Regions from separate parts of the Mus musculus genome. Here all the other regions are linked to region 1. A link is a contact called in public Hi-C and HiChIP or PLAC-seq data. All regions are on one chromosome and are shown on one strand. Each heading gives the region's core, a stretch centred on a gene start, on an enhancer-like site or on the middle of the called end of the contact. The rest is flanking DNA. Distances are from core to core; before and after follow the strand shown.

Region 1 (3,048 bases), core at 394-2,893:
GGGGTGGGGGAGAGAAGGCCAAAAACTAGAGGTTGGGGGCTGCAGGGGATGTTCAGGCCCTGGGGGGAAGCAAGATGCCTTGCAAACTAATACTTGAACCCCATCCCCCCCCCACCCCAGCCTCAGCTTTCTCACTGCTGCACACCTGAGAGGAGGGTTGGGGGAGGGAGCATGGGGCAAAGAGGAGGAGTCTCTTTTGCAGGTGTATTCTTCCCAAGAACCATGTCTCCAGAGGCACCAAAGTCCCTGTCCCCAAGAGGACCCCCCACATCTAGCCTCAAAACATTGGCTTGCCTCCTGTAATCCCCTGAAACACCCTACCAACCTCAACTCCTAATGGCCTTGACAGGCATGCAAATTCTTAGTGCAGAGCAGGCAGGAAGCTGCCTGATCAGCAGCCTGCATTCAGTGCGCTTGGTAAAACCTGCAAAGATGTTTCTTCCATCCTAGCCTTTTACTCCCAAACCATCACCTCCATAGATGACCTACCCACTCCTTGTAAAGAGCAACACCCTTGGCTTTAGAGAGAAATTGTTTGCACACCTCTGACCCTCAGCTGATGGGTTCAGGCCCAGTAGATCTATGGTTCAGTATACTGGGAGAGCAGCCAGGTATGGCAAACATTAAGAAGCAAGAGTAACAACCCAGGACCAAGAAAGGAAGAACACACCTCCTTGCCTGAAGAAAGAACTCCAACTTTGAGCTCTTTGGGCTGGTGGTGACATGATCATCTCCCCTGACAGGCATTCACTTTCAGTAGAACTTAAAGTTGGTCTCCAGAGTTAGCTGAGTCCCTAGCCCAACGCCTTTTTCATAAGTACTCATTTGTCTTCTTGTATACATGGGTCTACTCTTTGGAGCTTCTCATCTGGCAAATCCCTCCCAGAACCTCAACTTCTCTGCTGGCAGACAGTGCAAGTGTCTTCCCAGCTGGTAGGAATGGGAGCAGAGGGACTGGCTTAAGTGGTGGAAAAGAGAGAACTGATTATGAAAGAATCCTTGAGATTTGAGGTAAGCCAAACCACATGGAGTGCAGCTTCTGAAAGGGTTAGGACTTTGGGGGTGGCCAAGAAACAGACAAAGCCCAGAAAGAGGCAGATGTCTCCACACCAGGCACCTAAGTACACTTAGAGATTTCCACATGGAAAATAATCCCCAAAACCAAAAGTCTTACCTTGAAAACCACTACTGCCCAAATAGGTCTCCGGGGCATCAGGCTTGCCCCGTGAATGCAACAAGGTAGGGTGCACTTGAGCAAAGGGGCAAATTTTGGCACCAGGAAGGGGTGGGGAATAGATTCCATGCTAGGTGCCCCCCCTCACCCGATGGAATGCAAAGGGGGAGAGGGAAGTCATGGTGGGTAAGAAAGGATATGGCCAATCGATGAGCTTCTTGGCGTATTTCCTGACAATGTTATCTTCTCCGAAGATGAACAGGGATCTGTTGACCGTGAAACAGTTCTGCCGGACTGGTATGGGGTTGTACAAAGCCATAGTCCGCGCCCTCTGCGCTTTTGACTGCTTGTAGGCGGCCGCCGGCCCCGAGGCCGGGACGGGGGTTCCTTGTCGGTTCCTGCTCTGGTCCGAGTCTCCATCGCCTGAGCCTGGCCTGCCAACGACCACCGCCTCCCCGAAGCGAGCCATCCTGAAGTTTAAACAGACAGAAGACACACAAAGGTGATCGCCGAACACCCGCACACAACAAGAGGCAGAAAAGACACAGGCAGGCTCAGAGCCTTATCCACACAGGCGCAGGGACCACCGCCTCTGGGGACCCCTGCAGGCTCTTCAGCCCTGCTCTGAACTGTTGAATCTAAAGGCAACCTCTGCGAAGCTCCATTCCTCAAGAAAAAAAAAGAAGAAGAAGAAGAAGAAGGGGGTAGGGCTTCTAGAGGGAATATTTTCCCCCAAAATGCCAGCGTGGGGTGGTGTTCAGGGACCGGAGAGGGGTGGAGAAGGTCGGTCCTCAAACATAGCTCCTCTTCTGGCACACGTACCACCTGGCTGAGAGAAAGGCAGGCACTGGTCCGCTAGGTAACAGTTTGCTGATTTATTGGTCGGGGTGAGGGGTAGAGAGGAAGAAGGAAATGAAAACAAAAGAACTTTGAAAAAAATGAAAAGAAAAAAAGACAAGGGCCAGCTACGGTGACATGCTTTAGAACGCCAGCCCCTGCAAGTCCATCTAAGAAATTCCACAGCCAAGACTTGGCTCTTTAAATCTGCCAGCGGAGATGCATCCAAAGGTTGGAGAGAGGGAGATGGAGGTGGGGGGGAGAGCGGTACTAAGGTTCCTGCGTAAACCGCATCGCCCGAAAAATGAAGATGAGAAGTCGAACCAGCCGGAGAGGGGCAAATGACTTCACAGCTCCTGCTTTTGGGGTAGAAGTTGAGCAGCAACCAGAGAGCAGCGAAGCCCAAGTGCCAGCATCCGCCCAGAGCGCTCGCCGCTGCCGCCGCCGCCGCCGCCTCCCAGGATCAGCATGCAACAGCGATCCGCGGCTGCGCCGGGAAGAGGGTGGGAGAGCGAGCGAGCGAGCGGGCGGGCGGTCGCAGTGAGGAACAGGTTGCAGTCAGCCTAGCTAGTGATGGCAGGGCATAGGACTTAATCCACATACCGAACTTCCTCACCAAAGACCAGCTCTTTCTCCTCCCGGCCTTCCTGGCTACAGAGAGCAGAGACGATGCTTAAGGGCAGGTTGAGGAGCACAGCGCAGCAGCGCAGCAAGGTGGCCAAGGATCCGAGAGAGACGCGGGGGCGGGGCTCTCAGAGTCCAGCGTGGTGAGGCTGGTTTGGCTTGTGAATTCGTTTGACTGAAGGCTACCTAGGCAAGGGTCCAAGGAAGAGTCGCGGTTCCCTCAGGAGATGGAAAAGAGAGGCCCACTGAAGCTGGTGATGCCTGCAGACTCTCTGCAACAGATCAAAGACCTGTCCAGGAACACTCTCTTTGGTCCTAGGAAGGGTACTCAGGGCTGTGCCTCTTTCCATACTCTGCATAGGGTTCTGCTCGCCACTGCTCTAGTGGAGAGTAGGGACTTGTGCACCCCACCC
Region 2 (3,125 bases), core at 117-2,616, 280 kb after region 1:
TCATAGCAGTAGCCCAGGTAAGAACTGGCAAAAAGAATCAGAGGTAACAGAAGAGGAGTGGGCACAGTCAATCAGCAAGAAGGGTGGTCTCAGCAAGACAAGCTAAGCACTGGAATGGACACAGTGTCCGGAGATGGAAAGGTGATAGATGCCTCACACAGACCCTTCCCAAAGGGCTGCTTGGAAGGAGAAAGCCTTGGGACTTGGAGCTGCATGATACTCCAGACCCACTCCCAGAGAAGGAGAATGAAGCCACATCCTCTGTGAGCAGATGGGGGGGGGGTGAGAGGGCTAGGGTGGTGGAAGGAGGTAAGGGCTTAGCCCCTGCAGTGATCAGACAACCTGAGGCAGCTCTCTCCCCTGCTCACTGGGAGGCCAGCCCCACACTTCAGACGTACACACCCCTCCCTACCCCCCTGCAGACAGAAGCAGCTAGAAGGAAGCCAGGAGACAAGGAAGCCACCACTGGTGGGCAGCAGCATGCAGTGCCAAGCTGGGGGTTGCTGGCAGCAGCTGAGGTGTCAGGGGACACAGGAGATTGGGGGGAGGGCACGGCTTATGCTATTGGAAGCACACAGGGAGGCAGCCTCAGAGCTAGGGTTGGCAGGACCATGGTGGATTTGATGTTCTGTCGGGAGAAAGCCAGAGAGACTCCTTTTCCCATGTGTAGGCATCACTTTTACATTTGGTGTGGCAACCTTGGCATGTCCTCTATTCTGCTCTAAAGACTTAGAACAAGTTGGGGAGGAGCCAAGGAGATCTTGATGCCCGTGTCTCAGCCCCTACCCCACCAGCCTCTAGTGATACAAACTTAAGTTCATAAGCCTGGGCAGCAGCACTTGGGTAGCCCAAGGAACACAACCACACCACTCCTTCTGAAAACCAGCCCAGGATACGACAGTCCACGACCACAGCATTTTGAAAAGATGAAATATGCCTCATCTCTGGAAGGATCCATGCAAGAATCAACAAGTTAACCCTCCATGGTTCAGAGAAAGCTCAGGAGGAGAGATGTATGGCTCACCCAGAGTCACAGAAGGAGCCCAAGAGCCCAGATGTAAACCCAAGGGAAGGGTCTCTGCACAGCTGTTATCATGCATAAGCAATCCCCACCACGTGATCTGCTCACATAGCTCTCAGTTTGATGTTGACATGTTTATTGAGCATATACTATGTGCCAGGCCCTGTGCCAGACACTAGAAATACAAAGATGGCCGTGGGATGTGTAGTCTCTGCTTTCACAGACTTTGTAGTTCACTGGGAAAGCTGACATGAAACCAGATCTTTAGAACAAGCAGAGCCATTTTAAGGGGTAGGTGAGATCAAGTTACTTCCTCTTACTTTCCGGGTACTTTCCGAGTAATGCCTTAGCCCATTTTGTAGGAAAGGAAATCGAGGTTGCGAGAATTAACCACTCATCTCCGTGGTCACATTAGCTAGAGAGACTCACGCTGTCTCCTCTGTATATCTCTGCTCACTGGTAGCTTGGAATTCACCAATACGTGGGTAACTAACGCCTAAAAACACCAGAACTCGGGTTCTGTTTAGCCTGGGTGCAAAGCCAAGTCAGAAACCAAGGGCCTCCCCAGAAAACCCTGCAGAACTTTGTATGGAATGAAGGCTCCTCTCTCTAAGGCTGCTCTCTTACATGAACACCATCTCTACTCCAGCTCTGGGCTGTAAGCCCCGGTAGCCATGGCCCCGGTAGCTTCCAGAACACACAGATTTGCTGAGGACTAGGTTAGCCACTTGGTCTGAAACAGCATTGTACACGCGGGACACAGCACCACCCAGTGGCAACATGAGGAACCGGCCGCAGAGGCCGGAGGCACCAGGCGCACCCTGGCGGCCTGTAGGAAAAGAAAACTCCAGGAACGAGTAAGCTTGGAAACCCCTGTACAGAGCCGTGTACAGGCTCTTTTTCTCTCTATGGGTTGGACACGCCTAACTCCAAAGTACCCTTCCCTAGAAGAATATCTTGCCTGGGTGTGTGGCTCCTTCTCCTATGATGTAGCCCTGGCTCTCTTACACCCATGGGGAAAAGCACCCAAGATTCATTGTGTATGGTGCAGTCAGTCTTGGGGTTCCATTCTGCAGTCGGGGAGGGGGGCTGCAGGAGGCGGGGTAGAGGAGAGAAAACTGAAAATCTGCTCAGCTTCCTTCCCAGCAGGGATGTAAGCCTCAAAGGGCTGGAGAACAAAACAATCATTATTCAAATTTTCTGCTTCATAATAACCTTAGCAACCATGTGGTTACAATTTTATGAATCTTAAATGTCCCCCGAAGGCATGAGTTGAAAACTTCATTGCCAGTGAGGGACAGGACCAGGAGGTGGTAAAAGTCCTTAGGAGGTGGGACCCAGCGGAAGGGAGTGAGGTCATGGGGGTTATACCTTGCAAGGCATGACAACAGTCATATCCAGTCATAATCTCCACCCCTCTCTTTCTCCCTCTCTCCTTCCCTCCCCCTTTCTCCAGATGCCATGAATTAAATAGTTTTGCTCAACCATACAACCATACTCCCCAACACACACACACACACACACACACACACACACACACCATGTTCTGCCTCCCTACAGGCCCAAAATGATGGCATCTAGTGACAGTAGACTTACACCTCAGAGACCATGAGCTTAAATAACCCCTTCCTTCTTATAAGTAGCTTGCTTCACATACGCAAAAAGAAGTGGAAAGCAGGGTAGCAAGCCCGTGGGGTCCAAGCGAGTACCAGTGCATTTAGAGAGCATCATCCCCAGGCCCTGACTATGACACATTCCTCACACAACATCGTTCATTTGTTATTGCCCACCCACCCACTGAGATCCAAATACTCAAAGTTCCAAAGAGAAAATTTTAATTTTCTTAATTTTAATATATAAAATGTACAAGAGAGCCATTTTTTTTCTGAGACAGGGTCTCTGTGTAGCCCTGACTGTCCTGGAATTCCCTCTGTAGACCAGGCTAGCCTTGAACTCAGAGGTCTGCCTGTCCCTGCATGCACCACCACATTCAGCAGGAGCCAGTTCTTTAGAACGGACATTACAGTTCCCAATGCACTGGGAAGGAGAAGCCTAAAGGCCTGACCCACTTCAGTGGGATCACAGAACTGCGTGTGATGCCCCT
Region 3 (3,003 bases), core at 358-2,857, 470 kb before region 1:
AGTGTTTTCTGTAGGGAAATGGAAACAGTACCCAAAGGGAACCAGCGTCTGGAATGTGGGAGCACTCAGGGCTGGGATTAGGGCTAGGTCTTTCTCTAGCAATCAGTCATACAAATGAACAGAGAGGAAGGAAGGAAGGAAGGAAGGAAGGAAGGAAGGAAGGAAGGAAGGAAGGAAGGAAGGAAGGAAGGCAGGCAGGCAGGCAGGCAGGGAGGGAGGGAGGGAGGGAGGAAGGAAGGAAGGAAGGAAGGAAGGAAGGAAGGAAGGAAGGAAGGAAGGAAGGAAACAGGACATTGGTGTGTGTAAGGTCAGAAGCCTGCATGGTTGACTATAGAGCAAGACAAAAAGTACTCTCTAAAGACAACTGCTTATGACCTGGGCTACACTCCCATTGTGACAACGAGAAAGTGGCCACAGGGGAAGAACAAGGAAGATGGGAGGAGGGTGTTGATTGCCCAACTAAGTAAGAAAGGGCAGAGAGAGAGAGAGAGAGAGAGAGAGAGAGAGAAAGAGAGAGAGAGAGAGAGGAGTATGAAAGAGATAAGGTCCAAAAGGAGTTAAGACCGAGTATCTGCAGGGCTTACCTGGCACTCTGAAGCCCAAATCCCTAGGAGACCCCAATATCTTCTCATGGGCCCCAACAAAAGAAGCTGGCCCTACCTCATGGCTCCCCTCCCCTTTTATTCCCAAAGATCCCAGACTATCATAGGTTTAGTGGTTGAGGCAGCCCACCTAACTTACACTTTCCAAAAGTCAGATGAAAACAGCCATTGGGAATTCAGAAGTCCCTCCCAGGAGGGTGTGGCCCAGCTGCCTGCAGGGCAAGCTTTCAAATGGTTAGTTACTTTAGGAAAATGAAGTCATGTAATAACTATTCTCTCTCTCCCACTTCTCTTACTAACATCCCACTCTCTTTTTTAGGGAACAATGTTCTCTCCTGTCTGCTGCTATACATATGGAGACTGGGAGAGTGGGTATTTGATTTCCCTAGACTTGAAATTGAATCCATTTCCACTTTGACATTGTCTCTCTTTTACCTGTGCCTCCTTTCATCGTCCTTTGGTCTCATTGCTCAGTGGCCAACTTCTCCTCCCTCCCATCCCACATCTCTGTTTCATTATTTTGGATTTCCATTTACTGTTCTTCCCATCAAGAAGAGCATGGGAACACAGTCTTCCTTATTAGAGTGGACTGTTGCTTTGGAGGTCTTTAGCATGCAATGAGTGAGCTACCTGTCACCTCCGGAAACATCCCGGGTTTCTGCCAGCTCTTCCCCCCTGCTGCTCCTGCCCTCCAGATCATACCTCTAGTAGCTTGACATGATGGGGCCACTTTAAAACTGTGAGAATTGTCCCTATTCATAGGTCCAAAAGGAGACTCAGTGGGTGGTACCATTAGCTCTAAAGCTTGAAGCAGATTGCAATTGTCTTGCTCAGAAGAGAGAATCCCAAGTCAGAGCTTTTTTTTTTTTTTTTTTTTTTTCTTTTTGATAAAATATTCTGGACCAGATTTCAAGCTGCTCTGGCACCAAACAAGAATCTTCCTGTTCTTGATGCGATACGTTTCCCCACCGAAACGATTTCAGACTTGCCAATCACAGGCAGGAGCTCCTGACGCTTATTTGCAGGATCCGTGACAACCATTGTCTTACCCCATAATATCCCGCTTCCTTCTAGCCCTCCCCAGAACCGGAATAGAGCTCCTGCGGTTCAGTATGCAGGGGATCTGTTGCGAAAACAACAGACAGCTTCCTTTCAATATTTCATCATAGAGTCACATATTTTTGATACACGGTATTTCAAAGTCGACAACTGGGGACAGAAGATGAGCTCTTTGTGGGGCAGTGAGCCAGACGGAAGCAAGCACCAACCTTTGGAGCTCCCCCTTCGCATTATGGAGATGCCGTCAGCTCACTGGACCACCTGCTTTTCTATCAGGAAGATCAGTGTAGACCATGACTGGGAACAGTTGGAAGGCAGGGTCCTTGTTCTTCATGGCACCTGAAAGATGTAAGCTCTCTTGTGGCAGAACTGAGTTGAATCTGGAGTTGGCAGTAGCTCACAAGGTTGTTCATATAGACATCTAGTTCAGGGGCTCATTTTCAAACCTGAGCCCAGAGAGCATTAGGATCCAGTGGCATGTAGGTTAAAAGGTTATCAGGACAGAGATACAGATGCAAGCCTGTTTCATGAGCAATAGAGTTTGAAGAACGAGGTGATCGCCAGTGTTCTGTGGTTATTATTATTTTTAATTACAAAAAAACTATAGACCTTTAAATTTTTATTTTTCTTATTTAAAATACAAAATATTAGGTTTCCTTGTGGCATTTCCCAAAGAAAACAATGTTTGTTGTGTAGCCTTCTTCCTCCTCCTAGCCATTATCCCGCTGTACTCTTCCCACCCCTAGTACCTCTGTCTGTTTTCATATCACTAGTCCCTTTGTCTTACCATCTTCCTCAATGCCTCTTGTCCCCCCTCCCATGGTCTAGGTTCATAGCCTATGCCTACTCACACCTAGCCCCCCCACCCCCTGTTTACATACATACAAACACTGAAGGCTAGGATTTACATATTAAAGACTATGCCTTCCTGAGTCTGGATCACCTCACTTATAATAGTTTACAGATGTACCCATTTTTCTGGAAATTCCATAATCTCACTTTCCTTAGCATTTGAGTCTTTAAAATGCCACTGAGCCTTTTGGATGAACAAAGGAGACCAAGTTGAGTTGTTACCTCAATAGACCTCTGCGCATCACTCTGGGATGGGCAGATCCATTCCAGACCTCTCACATTTATACACGAGGAAATGGAAGTGTCAAGAGGAAGTGGCGTGCTCACTGACCTTTGACCTACTGGCCCTTCTGGATTGGAGCCCATCAGCCTTGCTGTGCACTCCTGAGGCTGCCACACAGCTGCTTGCATCCACACAGCCGCCTGCATCTACATAGCATAGCACAGAAACAATCAAATGAATAAGCCAATACCATGACTCTGATGTCAA

Evidence for each region. Hi-C and Micro-C count contacts between places; a contact is called where the count stands out from the background. HiChIP or PLAC-seq counts read pairs in DNA pulled down with a chosen protein or histone mark.
Region 2: a contact with region 1 is called in a Hi-C map of B cells, with 34 read pairs. The contact joins the enhancer-like site here to the promoter of Cacna1e in region 1. A contact is called at or near these places in 2 of 39 promoter capture datasets (hippocampal neurons and stem cell-derived epiblast-like cells), 1 of 15 datasets of contacts at CTCF or cohesin (large pre-B cells), 8 of 484 Hi-C or Micro-C datasets (B cells, cerebellum, embryonic stem cells and 2 more), 6 of 115 datasets of contacts at active chromatin or transcription factors (astrocytes, embryonic stem cells, oligodendrocyte precursor cells and 1 more) and 1 of 9 other capture datasets (embryonic stem cells).
Region 3: a contact with region 1 is called in an H3K4me3 HiChIP or PLAC-seq map of forebrain, with 8 times the contacts expected there. The contact joins the promoter of 4930452N14Rik here to the promoter of Cacna1e in region 1. A contact is called at or near these places in 6 of 39 promoter capture datasets (the 3T3-L1 cell line, the HPC-7 cell line, hippocampal neurons and 2 more), 2 of 15 datasets of contacts at CTCF or cohesin (large pre-B cells and stem cell-derived epiblast-like cells), 9 of 484 Hi-C or Micro-C datasets (the BV-2 cell line, bone marrow-derived macrophages, cerebral cortex and 4 more), 17 of 115 datasets of contacts at active chromatin or transcription factors (embryonic basal ganglia, embryonic fibroblasts, embryonic forebrain and 8 more) and 1 of 9 other capture datasets (adipose tissue).

The regions. Positions count from the first base shown.
Region 1 is chr1:154,724,277-154,727,324 of GRCm38.p6, forward strand. Cacna1e (calcium channel, voltage-dependent, R type, alpha 1E subunit) reads right to left here and starts at 1,644. Exons shown (of 47, transcript NM_009782.3): 1 at 1,375-1,644. The coding sequence starts at 1,643.
Region 2 is chr1:155,004,930-155,008,054 of GRCm38.p6, forward strand. No RefSeq gene overlaps it. Among named protein-coding and RNA genes, the nearest start is that of Gm51650, 7.6 kb to the left of the region's middle. Within about 2 kb of position 1,367, at least 40 of the 459 cell types and tissues checked have an H3K27ac peak or open chromatin away from gene starts, as enhancers often do. A contact at or near this core is called in B cells and hippocampal neurons, where this site is marked.
Region 3 is chr1:154,255,299-154,258,301 of GRCm38.p6, forward strand. It overlaps 4930452N14Rik (RIKEN cDNA 4930452N14 gene), which reads right to left and starts at 1,608. Exons shown (of 4, transcript NR_040629.1): 1 at 1,305-1,608; 2 at 742-814. 4930532M18Rik (RIKEN cDNA 4930532M18 gene) reads left to right here and starts at 391. Exons shown (of 3, transcript NR_108050.1): 1 at 391-463.